3 separate regions of the Mus musculus genome follow, and all the other regions are linked to region 3. A link is a contact called in public HiChIP or PLAC-seq data. All regions are on one chromosome and are shown on one strand. The core of a region is the stretch at or near the end of the contact, and the rest is flanking DNA. Distances in the headings are between cores, read along the strand shown. Region 1 holds the start of Pnp2 (purine-nucleoside phosphorylase 2). Region 2 overlaps Tep1 (telomerase associated protein 1). Region 3 holds the start of Ang (angiogenin, ribonuclease, RNase A family, 5).

Region 1 (3,970 bases), core at 485-2,984, 140 kb before region 3:
AGGAAAGTCTACACAGAGAAACCCTGTTTTTAAAACAAAACAAAACAAAACAACAAAACTCCAAAAAAATAAATAAATAAAAATAAAAATTAAGGGCTGCAGAGATGGCTGTTCTTCCAGAAGTCCTGAGTTTAAATTCTGGCATACACCTTTGTGTGACTCACATCTCCAGAGCTGTGACATTTTCACATAGGTACCATGCAGGCAAAGTAACATGAACATAATAAAAAATAAATAAATAAAACAAAAAGTTTTTAAAAACAATAAAACGGGCCGGTGAGATGGCTCAGCGGTTTAAGAGCACTGACTGCTCTTCTGGAGTCATGAGTTCAAATCCCAGCAACCACATGGTGGCTCACAACCATCCTTAATGAGAAACAAAAAACCTATGGGCCAGAGTAAAAGGGAAGGGGTGGGGGGAGGAGGAAAACAACAACAACAACAAAACAGCTTAGACTGGCCCAGGCCAGCCTCAATCTATACAATCTCCTGCATCAGCCTTTCCTTTCTGCTGCTATTACTACTACTACTACTACTACTACTACTACTACTACTACTACTACTATACTACTACTACTGAGACAGAACCTCATTACCAACAGTCCAGGGTGGCCTGGAACCCAGAGATCCTCTGATTTGGCCCTGAGTACTGGGATTAAAGGTATATACCACCACACCGAACTTTCCAGCAATTATTTTTACTCTTGTGCTCACTCCACTAAAACTGATGCACAGTTAATGCTCAATAAATATTTTTTTAAGTGAGTGAGAAAAACAGGTTTGGAAAATAGTGGCTTGAGTTGTGGTATAAACTGTCAAGCAGGAGAGAAAATTTCCAGGAGAGAAACAGTTAAAGAATTTCAAGAACGAAGCATAGGTGGTTATGTAGTTTGATTACAGAAAAGAGATGCCAAATACTTTCCACAGTATACTGTTTAATTCTGGGGTGGGGGTGGGGAGCAATGTGTGCTTCTGTTATGTGAAATTTCTTCTTGACAAGAGTTCTCTGCCAGACAGTGGTGACACACACCTTTGATCCCAGCACTTGGGAGGCAGAGGCAGGCAGATTTCTGAGTTCAAGGCCAGCCTTGGTCTACAGAGTGAATTCCATGACAGCCAGCCAGGGCTATACAGAGAAACTCTATCTCGAAAAAAAAAAAAAAAAGTTCTCAAAGTTAGCAGAATTTTTGGACTCCGTACTGTGTGTCCAATCAACTTGCCATCCTGTTTATGCCTACTATCTAGAACTCATTTCCATCTGGGTCTCGAAGTGTTTCCCCAAAATCCTGCAGGCTCCTAGTCAGCACTGTTACCCACCCAGCAACCGCTTCCCTAATCCCGAAAGCAGCTCAGACACTGTTTCGTTTCATTTTATTTCAAGATTGCACAATCTATGAAAAAATTGAATTTTTTCGCTTTTCAAATTCTTATCCAATAACGCAGCGGAGAATGGAGTTGCAGATAGGCAGTTCCGGGGCTCTCTACCCTGCTTCTCTTTCCACACAGGCCTCCTTTTCTAGCTGGGAAATCATGACTGTGTGCGGGGGTGGGGTGGGGTGGGGGGGGATCACCTGCTGGTGGCCTTAGACTAGGAGTGGATCTCTTTGAAATGAACTCTGGAGAGGTTTCCTGCCACACCTCTGGATGAGGGTGTGTCACCATGGAGACAAGGCTGCTGCCATTGGTTGGAGCCTGGGGCTAGGATGTAAAGGCCGGCCTAGGTAATAGTGCACTAACAGTCTTGACCTGACTCAGACAGTGTCACCATGGAGCAGAAAGGGCAAGATTTGGGCGCCTCTGTCGGTGACACCATAGAGAAAGAGTAAGTGCCGGGCCCGGGGACTCGGGCGTTCTGCCTAGAGAGACGGGCTGTAGCTGAGAACTGGGAACTTATCAGCCTGGGCCCAGAGAAGGAGCGAGTCTGTTGGGGATGCAGAGAGGCCTGGCACAGAGCCCAGTGGCAGACATAGGGCTCCAGAATGGTGGGGCGGCTGGCGCGACAGGCAGACGCGGGAACCAGCGGTAGGGGCGCCCCGGAGCAGGAAGAAACAGGTTAGCGCAGTGTAGGCACCATCACAAGGAACATTGTGCCTCCTTGGTGTATGTGGATGTATGTGGGGAAGGAGGCACGAGCCCTGACAACTTAATAACACAAATTTCCTTTCCAGCGGTCCAAGTAACCCAGGAGATAATTCTGTTGTGCAATTCCGCAGTTCCTTTAGAGGGAAATTTGCTCATTTTCTGCGACTGCCCCTCTCTCTCCTCCAAGCTGGAAGTAGCATTAACAAATGAGGAATGGAGTCTTTTTAAGGATGGGAAATCTGTATTCACTGACCTGCTTAGATACTTATACACACCTTCCTGCCCACTTTAAAAACAAAAACAAAAAACCAAAAACCAGAAAAGTCAACTCCCTCCCTTTTGTGTAGGGAATTTCTAGACTGACTCACCGCAGAGCTGTAGGGATCACAGTGGCTTTAGGATGATCTCAGGTCCGACGTGTCCTCGGGGACTGTGAGCTATGGCTGGACATGGCCGGGTGGCCAAGCCTCATACTTCCGGCCCTTTAGGACTGCATCCTAAATTCTTGCCTACTTACTTGCTTCTGTTTGTCACCCTGTGGCTCTATCTGTCCCTGCCCTACCTAATTGTTTCATTGTGGATAACCTGTTGTGTTATAATCCTGTTTTGTTTCCTATAGTATACTCTGTTGCAGTTTGTGACAAGGTCTTGCTATACCTCCAGGCTAGGCTCAAGTTATACTAATGTCTGGGTCTGCCATGTCTTTAAGTCTCTGATACATAAAGCTCTCTGGGTGGAAGAAAAAAAAAAGGCTTTTTTAGTTGTGTTCAATTTGTGTACACCTCCGTTCTTCCACTCCTAGGAGCAATCTTTGATCTTTGCAGTTGGGTGTGATAAAATTGGACTTGGGACTGTGAGAAGGTCCAGGCTGACTAGACAGGGTTTGTCTTCGTTCTGTTTTGGAACCCTCAAACTGGCAGAGATCTTCCTGCCTTGCTCCTCCTCCTCCTAATGCTGGGATTTTAAAGATCTGCCTCACCACGACCAGCTCCCTGTTGATACTAGTACTTGGTTATGAGTTATGTACCTTGTTCTTTGCTTTCTGAAGAACAAAATACCTTAGTGTGGGGGGAAGCCAAGATGAAAGGAGGGAGAGGGAGAGGGAGAGGGAGCAGCAGGAGGTGGAAAGATTAACTGTTACACAACAGAGCTTCCTAGCAAGTCTGGTTGTTTGTTCTGTTGTTTTGAAACAGTCTCTGTACATAGCCCCGTTTCTTCCTGAAACTCACACCTTAGACCAGGCTGTCCTTGAACTCACAGAGATCTGACTGCCTTTGCCTCCTGAGTGCTGGGATTAAAGTTGTTTGCCACCCTTCATAACATCTTTAACAAGTTTTTCATCTGAAGGGATGGGCCTACAAACTTCTATTTTGAAATAGTGTCTGAACTAGCTTGGCATTTTATAACCAATGTTGTGAAATAAGCCTGGGTTTTGTGTTGTTTTACAATCATTTAGTTTCTTTCTTTCTTTTTCTTTTTTTTTTTTTCCTCACAGAGACAGGGTTTCTTTGTGTAGTCCTGGCCATCCTGGAACTCATTCTGTAGACCAGGCTGGCCTCTGCCTCCCAATTGCTGGGATTAAAGTTGTGGGCCACAGTCATTTAGTTTCTTAACTGTAAATCATAGCTCACACTGTAGAGACAGGAGGATCAGGAACTCACAGTCAGTTTGAGTCTGGCCTAAGTTACATGAGACTCTGCCTGAAAACAAACTCCAATACTACACATACACACACACATACACACACACACACAAAAGGACAGAAGGAAAAAGAAAAAAGTTTAGTTAATTCCATATGGCAGAGATCTGTATCTGGGAATCAAAGAAACATGTTTAGAGAAACTAAGGCTCTCCTGTAGATTTCTAGGAGTGTTATTACTTACTAATA
Region 2 (3,896 bases), core at 1,252-3,751, 250 kb before region 3:
TCTGCCTTACCCAGTGAAAGTGGGGATGATCAGGAAGATCATAGCTGGGGGGAATGTAGCCATAGCGGGAGCCCAGAATCCCCACGAACAGCTGTGAGTTCTCCACCTCCCCAAGGCACACTTCCAGTTGTCTGTAGGCATGATTACAGGAACAGGAAGGAGTCACTGGGGGCAGTTTCAAGCAATAGTAATACAGAGGCGGCAGGGTCCTGAATCGAACTGGGCAAAGTGGTGATAAAGTTTCTGTTGGTATCTAAAAGGCCCGCCCTCACCCTCATTTATTCTTGTAGTCTTGATCATGGTCCCTCGAGTTCCACCACTCAATCGTCTCACCCCTGACCTAGCCCCTCTTCCCTGTGGCCCTGCACCTGTTCCTGCGGGTCTCTTCCTCTGTGATACCCCAGCGCAGGTCAATGGCGTGAAGACTGATGCGGTGGGGGAACACTCTGGCCTGCAGTGCGGGCAGAACAGATCTCATCAGCAAATCTCGCTCCCCATGCATGTCACGGAAAGTGGATGAAATGAAAAGCCGGATATTGCGCCATCTGGGGGCAAGTGGAGGGTCGGGCTCAGTCCCCATCTCAAGTCCAGAGTTATAGGTGCAATGACCCTTAAGCACTTGACATAAACCCTATAGCCAGAAGGGTGTCTTACCAGCCTCCAGATAATATCCTAGCTGTGGGACTAATTACAGAAACCTGAGATTTGAGCCCCACTTCTTATGTGCCTCTTTCTTTAAAAAAAAAAATCATATTAAAAAGTTACTATTCGATCAATGCAATGCTTTGAGGCAAACCTTAACCTTATTCTTAACTATATCTTATATCTTTAAGAAATTAAAACAATCAAGCAAGCCCATGTGAAAAGCCAGAGCCTGTGCCCTAAACCTTTTGCCTAAGCCTTGGCTATATCGATGTGGAGTCTTCTCTCCTCCCTACATACAGACATTTTTTTTTTCTCTCTAGTAAAGCAAGGAATAGGTTCACAGTCTGACAGTTCCCAGGAAGCCCCTGCCTGGGGAGGAGAACAAAGACCTTAGTAAACAGACCAAATGCAAATGCCCCTAGCAGACAGAATGGCAGGCACAGGATTTCTCCAGGTTCTGATGGCAACCCTCCCAGATCACCAAGTCCCACAACCTAGACTGACCCATGCTGGGAAATAGGACCCAAGGGACCAGGGATGTTCTCCTCCAGCGGCCGGAGAGACGGTGCCTGTGTCTTTCCTGGGGGTGGGGGGATCTTGAATAGTTTATCTAGTTGTCCCACATGTTCCAGGAGACGAGAGGCTCCATGTTCGGCAATGAATCTAAGAAAAGCATGATGAAAACAGAATATTGGAGATCAGAACCAGGAAGGCATCCCAAGAGAAACAGGCAGCAAAGACACGCCTGCTCAGTTCAGCGGCTCCCCTCAGGAAGACAGCCATAGAGCAGACCTGGTATGTCATGGTCACAGTTCTCAACCTGAGCTAGGGGCAATCACAAGTACAGGTGAGCCCGGATCATATAATGAGACCCATCTCAAAAAGACTAGCCAGACAAAAAGGATAACCATAAGCCAGGAAAGTGTACTGGAAAATAAGACTACAAAACACTGGGGATGAAGGATGTCACCAGCCCAGCCCCTCCCACTCTCTGTGCATGGTGACCTTAAGATCCCTGTTAGAAAACTGGTCTGAGCTAAAGTTACAGTTTAAGACCTTCCCTGTTCTGTGCGATCAGCTCTGTATAAACTACAATAGCTCCCTATTGCTTGAGGCTTCCCAATATGAGTTGAAGAGTGTAGGTGACATCCAAAGAAAACTTGACGAGAGGAAACAAACATGAAGGTTCAAACGCATCTGCAGCTCTTCCCAAGGAAGGTTTCCATCACCCACATGCTCACATGGATGCTCACATCTGTTTGTGACTCCAGTTCTAGGGAACCTGACGCCCTCTTCTGGCCTTGCCCATCATATATATATAATTTGCACCAGCAAAACATTCATACACATAAAAGTAATATAATTTTTTCATATCGCTCCTCTCTCTCGCTCTCTCTCTCTCTCCCTCTCCCTCTCCCTCTCCCTCTCTCTCTCTTTCTCTCTCTCTCTCTCTCTCTCTCTCTCTCTCTCTCTCTCTCTCTCTCTCTCTCTCTCTCCCTCTTTCCCCCCCTCTCTCTCCAGGGTCTCACTATGTAGACTTGGCTAGCCTGGAACTTACTATGTAGACCAGGCTGATCTCTGCCTGCTACTGCTGCTCAAGGGAATAAAGGCATGCAACACCACACTCGACTTTTGTTTTTTTAAAATTGTTTTAAAAAGTTTCAATTATGTGTTTGTGTATATGTCTCTGTGTGGCAACCTAAACAAAGCCTGAACAAGTACATCACCAAGAGACCCAAGTGGGGATCTAAACAGAGAAGCACAGGTAACTAAGGGATGCTAAGAGTAGAAGAAAGGCTTCCCCAGGGATGAGCCCTCTAACTTTGTTACGTAATACCAGTTGTCAGCCCTGACATCATTCACATACAAGGAACACCAACTGAGCTGAGCTAGTTATAGTCTCTCTGTGTGTAACAGGAACAAAGAAAAAGAGACTATATATTTGAGAGCAAGCAAGAGGAGCAAACCACAGGAGGGATTGGAGAGAGGAAAGAGAAGGGGGAAATGATGTAATTAGAACTTAATCTCAAAAGCTAAAAACATATGGAAATTAATAAAGTGGTGAATAACAAAAATTATGCATAATAATTGCAAATAATAACTCAATAAAATAGATCAGAAAGATTTCCTTTTAAAAACTAATTATGTATGCCTGTGTGTACGTCTATGGGTTCGTGTGCACCAAAAAGTGCAGTGTCTGCAGAGGCATCAAATCTCTGGAGTTGCAGGAGGTTGTTGAATCCCTTTGGAGCTGGATACAATTACAGGTAGTTGGGAGCCACCTGGCATGGTTACTGGGTACTGGGTACTGAGTACTGGGTACCAGATCAAGATCCAGGACCTCTGCAAGAGCAGTATGTACTCTTAACTGATGATCCAAGGTTCCAACCTGCTTTTCCTCTTTCTCATTGGATATAGCATAAACTTGGATGTGTATAACACAGAGCTGAGGTACCACCTTTAGCCAGGAGGTAGAGGTTGTTGAGAGTGATCAAGCATTAAGACAGTGAAGGTTGAGCTGGACAGATGGCTCAGTGGTTAAGAGCACTGACTGCTCTTCCAGAGGTCCTGAGTTCAATTCCTTGCAACCACATGGTGGCTCACAACCATCTGTAATGGGATCTGATGTCCTCTTCTGGTGTGTCTGAAGAGAGTGACAGTGGACTCATACACATGGACTAAACAAATACATTTAAATTAAAAAAGAAAAAAAAAGAAAACAAAAGTGCTCTATTTAAAAAAAAAAAAAGGCAGTGAAGGTTGGAACCCTTATCACACTGTATTGCTGATAAGCTTAGACATCTGTGAAAGAAAATAAGCCATCTTATTTTGAAAAATAAATAAATGAGCTAACAGGCATAGAGAATCCCTTAAGTGCATTCTAAGGCAACCTCTTTCCCCTCCGATGCCCAATGTGGACTCACTTCAGGATCCCGTCAGTGCAGCCTGAGAGCGTCACATCGTTGGGATTCAAATTTGGTGATCTGCCAAAGAAAGAAGCAGTCACTAAGCACCGAAATCGATGCCTGGAGTCAGGGGTAGTGGCTTACATCTGCAATCCCAGCACCTGCCCTGGAAGACAGGAGGATATCAAGTTCAAACCCAGCCAAGGCTATATACCTAGACTCTACTCCGCAGTACCTTAAGATATACACCTCACCCCTATATAACAGTTTTGTGACCGATAGCTGTATTACCCTGAGTGCAACCAATCTTGTCGTAATAGAATTATGTGGCCAGAGTACAGCTCA
Region 3 (3,756 bases), core at 627-3,126:
CCTTTCAGGGGACTCTAGTACCCCAAAATTAGGCTATAACAGCTTAGTCTTCTTCTCATTTCCTTTCAGCTCACAGTTGGGTTGAGTGCAGGAGGGAGCAGACAAGGACAAAGGGGACCTTCAAGCTGGGCTGTGCCTCAACAAAGCTGAAAAGTGTTGAGGTTTGGGCCCTTTCCAAGTCTTCATGCCAGCCACTCTTCCTTCTCAAGCTGTCAGGCCCCGTTCTTAGGAAGTGTATCCATTGCGATGTGCACATTCTGGGCAGCTTTTGCTTGTTCGCTTGCTTGCTTGTTTGTTGAGACAGGATTTCTCTGCACAGCCCTGGCTGTTCTAGAACTAGCTCTGTAGACCAGGCTGACCTCAAACTCACAGAGATCCACCTGCCTCTGCCTCCCAAGTGCTGCTGGAATTAGGGGTTTGCTTTTTAAAAGACTTTACACTCTTAGAGTCTGCTCTGTGGTCAGGAACAAAAGCTCATTGGTGAAGGCAAACTAACTGATTTCAGAACTTTTTGCAGGCAAGTGTAGAACACTCCCAGGTTCATTGCAACACCTCCAATGACCTCATCAGACCCCAGGGGAAGCATCTTCCAGCTCCCACAGCCAGAGATTGCTCGGCTTAGCAATCAAGTTTATTTAATAACTGCTACCAAATCTTGCATCTCTGAACCTTTAAAGAGAAGCCCAGAATGTTTTTCGTGGTTAGAGGCTCTAGATCAGTTGATGAGGACTTATGTGTCAGTCACTGAGAATATAGAAATGAGTAAGTAAAAATTCTTCTCTGGAAAGGATCCACCCAATGGAGAGACACTGAGATTAACTAACTTAAAGGAATGTTGGCAGCCCATTTCTTCAGTTACACCAACGGAAGTGAATCCAGATCCATCCCGACCGTACTGTGGGTCCTTTATACCAGTGCAGTCTTCCCCAAGTGTTCCCAAGTCCGGGTGTGAACATGTCTGCAAGTCAGCGCCCCAAAGCTGCCTGCTTGCATTTTTGCTGCTTTCTGAGGGTTCCCTGTTCCTGCCACACAGAGGACCAGCCTTGCTGAGGGAGTCTGAAGATGCTGGAGTGCTGAATTCTTCCTCCTGCTACGGCGAGTCAGCTGATGCTCTCGTTTTTTTTTTTTTTTTTTTTTTTTTGTGCCCAGACTCACCTCAGACATCCCCAGCACGCTTCCACACAGTGAGAGATGCTTTGCCCCTGCCTCCACCTCTACTCCGCTGACAACCTGTAGGTCTCCCATCCCTATTTTTGCTTTTAGAAATTAGTACAGCTTAAATCACACATAAATATCTACACAATGATGGAGCAAAATCTAGAAATTGACAAGGAGCTAAAATATTGCAACTTTGCCCTATATACAAGATAAATGTATGGCAACTTTTAAAATTGTATGTATTTATTTATCTGCATGTATGTCTGTGTACCACACATATGCAATGCCCAGGGAGACCAGATGAAGGCATCACTACATATGGTTGGGAACTGCCATGTGGGTCTGAGAACTGAACCTGAGTAAGTGCCTGCAACCACTGAGCGATCTGTCCAGCCTTGAAGATGAATCTGTTAGAACAATTCTAGTAGATTTCTTCACTACCTCACTGTGTACTTTCTGGGTTTTAGAAGTCTGACCCCGTGGCTTGTCTACTCTTCGATCTTAGAGTTACCTCATAAGCAGAGCAGACATGCATAATTTCTTCTGTACTTGGTTCCCATAATGCTTAGATGTAGACAGCTGGTTTTGCAACTGTGCTTTAAAGAACAGGAAGCTGAGTAGCCATAAATATATATTCTTTTTTCTCCAGAGGATGGACAGAGGGAGGAGGAGCCCAGGAAGTGCTGTGTGTATTTCTGGGGGTTGGAGAGGTGGGGGCACAGTTGCCTCACTCCTTCCTTTAGACTTCTTTCAAAGTAGTTCCTGAAGTTGGCCTGAACGTCAGGGATAATATGTTTTTGGATCTATGGCATATGCACAGTGAAACTTCAGTCCTACCCTGAGCAAGGATAAGGACCATACACATAAGGAAAGAGGCAGCTTAGGAACAAAAGGCCGTGCTTAGCAAACATTATCATTGCTGAAAGAGATGTGTGGTCCACCAGGTGGTTAATATTTGACCCAGGCATGCTCAGGGGAAAGGTGAATGACTCCTTGTTTGCCCATGATTAGTGGCCTTGGTTTACAAGTCGCTGCCAAAGTAAAGATCCTTAGATAGGTTCTCCCCACCCCGTCACATGAGCACTGTATATTACCAGCCTGTGAGGAGCCTCTAGCTTCACACCGCAGGACCCTGTCTCCAGGAGCACGCAGCTGGACACATTCCCAGTCGGAGGAAAGCTGGCCAGCTTTGGTAAGATTCTTCCTTGTGGGTGTTCAACTCTCTGCTTCTTTTCCTCTGTGCTCTTTCTAGCAGTTCATCTATTTTAGTGAAACTGACTAACACCCCTTACGCTTTCTGGACTCAAACTTGCACATTAAAAAGAAAACGAGTAAGAGTTAAAATTTAAAATGAAAACAGGATTATTTGGTGTGGTTTGTATCTGGGAAGCAATTAATGGGATTTCGATCAAGGAGATGGAGATATAGGAGGGTTTCTTCAATTGTGATTAAAAGCCCCCAAAGGCTTAGGAAGCCATTTGCAGAAGGGCATGTGATCTGTCGTGTTTCCTCCATAACAAGCTTGGCTTGGCAGGAATAATAAGGAAAACCCCGAGTCTGGTGGTGGTGGTCCACACCTTTAATTTCAGCACTGGGGTGGTAGAGGCAGGCAGATCTCTGAGTTCAAGGCCAGTCTGGTCTATAAAGTGAGTTCCAGGACAGCCAGGGCTACCCAGAGAAAGCCTGTCTCCAAAAAGAAAAAGGAAAGAAAAGAAAAGAAAAAAAAAAAAAAAAAAAAAAAAGGAAAACCCGGAATCAGGAAGTACTTTCAGCAGTATTTCCTACTCAATTCTTTCCTAAAAAAAAAAAAGAAGGAAGAAAAAAGAAAAAGTTATGGACGCTCCTTAAAAACAAAGAGGAACATGAACCAAGATCAAAAGATGCTAGGTTGAGGGGAGAAAGGAGGAAAGACAGGAGGAAGACCAGGCACAGGGTGTTCTAGTCCAGTTGGACTGTTATGAAGATACACAAAGTAGGGAGAGTATACCTAGGAGAAGGGTGTTTATCACATTGCCACCCCAGCTGCAGGTAGTTTGCTACATGTCTAGTCTACATAGCACTGCCAACCCGGATTCCTGTGAGCACTACCTGGTTAAGAATGGGTAAACTGAGTCTGCACAAGAGTTGGAACTATTCCACTGCAGAAATCCGAATGACAGTCATTGTTGTGTATGCGACTAAGGTTCAGTACCTTTGGCCATGGCAGATTTACACCTGCACTCTCTAACAATAACACTCTCGCTTGTTTTCTCACAATTATACCTTGTCTGGCTTTGGGGGGAGTGTTAGAGTTAAACACACAGTGAGACAGTTTCAAGGGAGTGGACAGTAGACACTGGTGGTTGAGGTGTTCTGCTGGAAGTTGCTCCCTGGGTGTTTTAGAGAAACCATTATGAGAGACTGCATTGGGTGAGTTGGTAAAAATTAATGTGGAATTTCTGCAAATTAGAAGCAAGTAACCCCTTTCCTGGCCACATAGGCCTGAGAGCTTTCAAAGTCTAAATAGCAAGTATCTTTTTAGGATGAAGACCCCCCTATGTAGTGTTCATGGTACAGAGCCTTGGCTTACCCAGAGATCCTTCAGGGAAGATGTGTTTC

The links. HiChIP or PLAC-seq counts read pairs in DNA pulled down with a chosen protein or histone mark.
Region 1: an H3K27ac HiChIP or PLAC-seq map of microglia shows a contact between it and region 3, with 8 times the contacts expected there. The contact joins the promoter of Pnp2 here to the promoter of Ang in region 3. A contact is called at or near these places in 1 of 39 promoter capture datasets (macrophages), 9 of 484 Hi-C or Micro-C datasets (B cells, CD4 T cells, the CH12 cell line and 6 more), 9 of 115 datasets of contacts at active chromatin or transcription factors (the 230-238 cell line, the SCID.adh cell line, bone marrow-derived macrophages and 5 more) and 3 of 9 other capture datasets (adipose tissue, liver and pancreatic islet).
Region 2: an H3K4me3 HiChIP or PLAC-seq map of bone marrow-derived macrophages shows a contact between it and region 3, with 2.3 times the contacts expected there. The contact joins the enhancer-like site here to the promoter of Ang in region 3. A contact is called at or near these places in 1 of 39 promoter capture datasets (embryonic stem cells), 2 of 15 datasets of contacts at CTCF or cohesin (the NIH/3T3 cell line and pro-B cells), 16 of 115 datasets of contacts at active chromatin or transcription factors (the 230-238 cell line, the SCID.adh cell line, acute myeloid leukemia and 8 more) and 5 of 9 other capture datasets (adipose tissue, embryonic stem cells, liver and 2 more).

What each region holds. Positions count from the first base shown.
Region 1 is chr14:50,954,407-50,958,376 of GRCm38.p6, forward strand. It overlaps Pnp2 (purine-nucleoside phosphorylase 2), which reads left to right and starts at 1,735. Exons shown (of 6, transcript NM_001123371.2): 1 at 1,735-1,822. The coding sequence starts at 1,767.
Region 2 is chr14:50,846,465-50,850,360 of GRCm38.p6, forward strand. It overlaps Tep1 (telomerase associated protein 1), which reads right to left. Exons shown (of 55, transcript NM_009351.2): 17 at 3,570-3,629; 18 at 1,150-1,308; 19 at 369-545; 20 at 11-131. Among named protein-coding and RNA genes, the nearest start is that of Gm52116, 12 kb to the left of the region's middle. Within about 2 kb of position 2,502, at least 3 of the 459 cell types and tissues checked have an H3K27ac peak or open chromatin away from gene starts, as enhancers often do. A contact at or near this core is called in bone marrow-derived macrophages, where this site is marked.
Region 3 is chr14:51,094,124-51,097,879 of GRCm38.p6, forward strand. It overlaps Ang (angiogenin, ribonuclease, RNase A family, 5), which reads left to right and starts at 1,877. Exons shown (of 2, transcript NM_007447.3): 1 at 1,877-2,350. Rnase4 (ribonuclease, RNase A family 4) reads left to right here and starts at 1,877. Exons shown (of 2, transcript NM_201239.3): 1 at 1,877-2,350.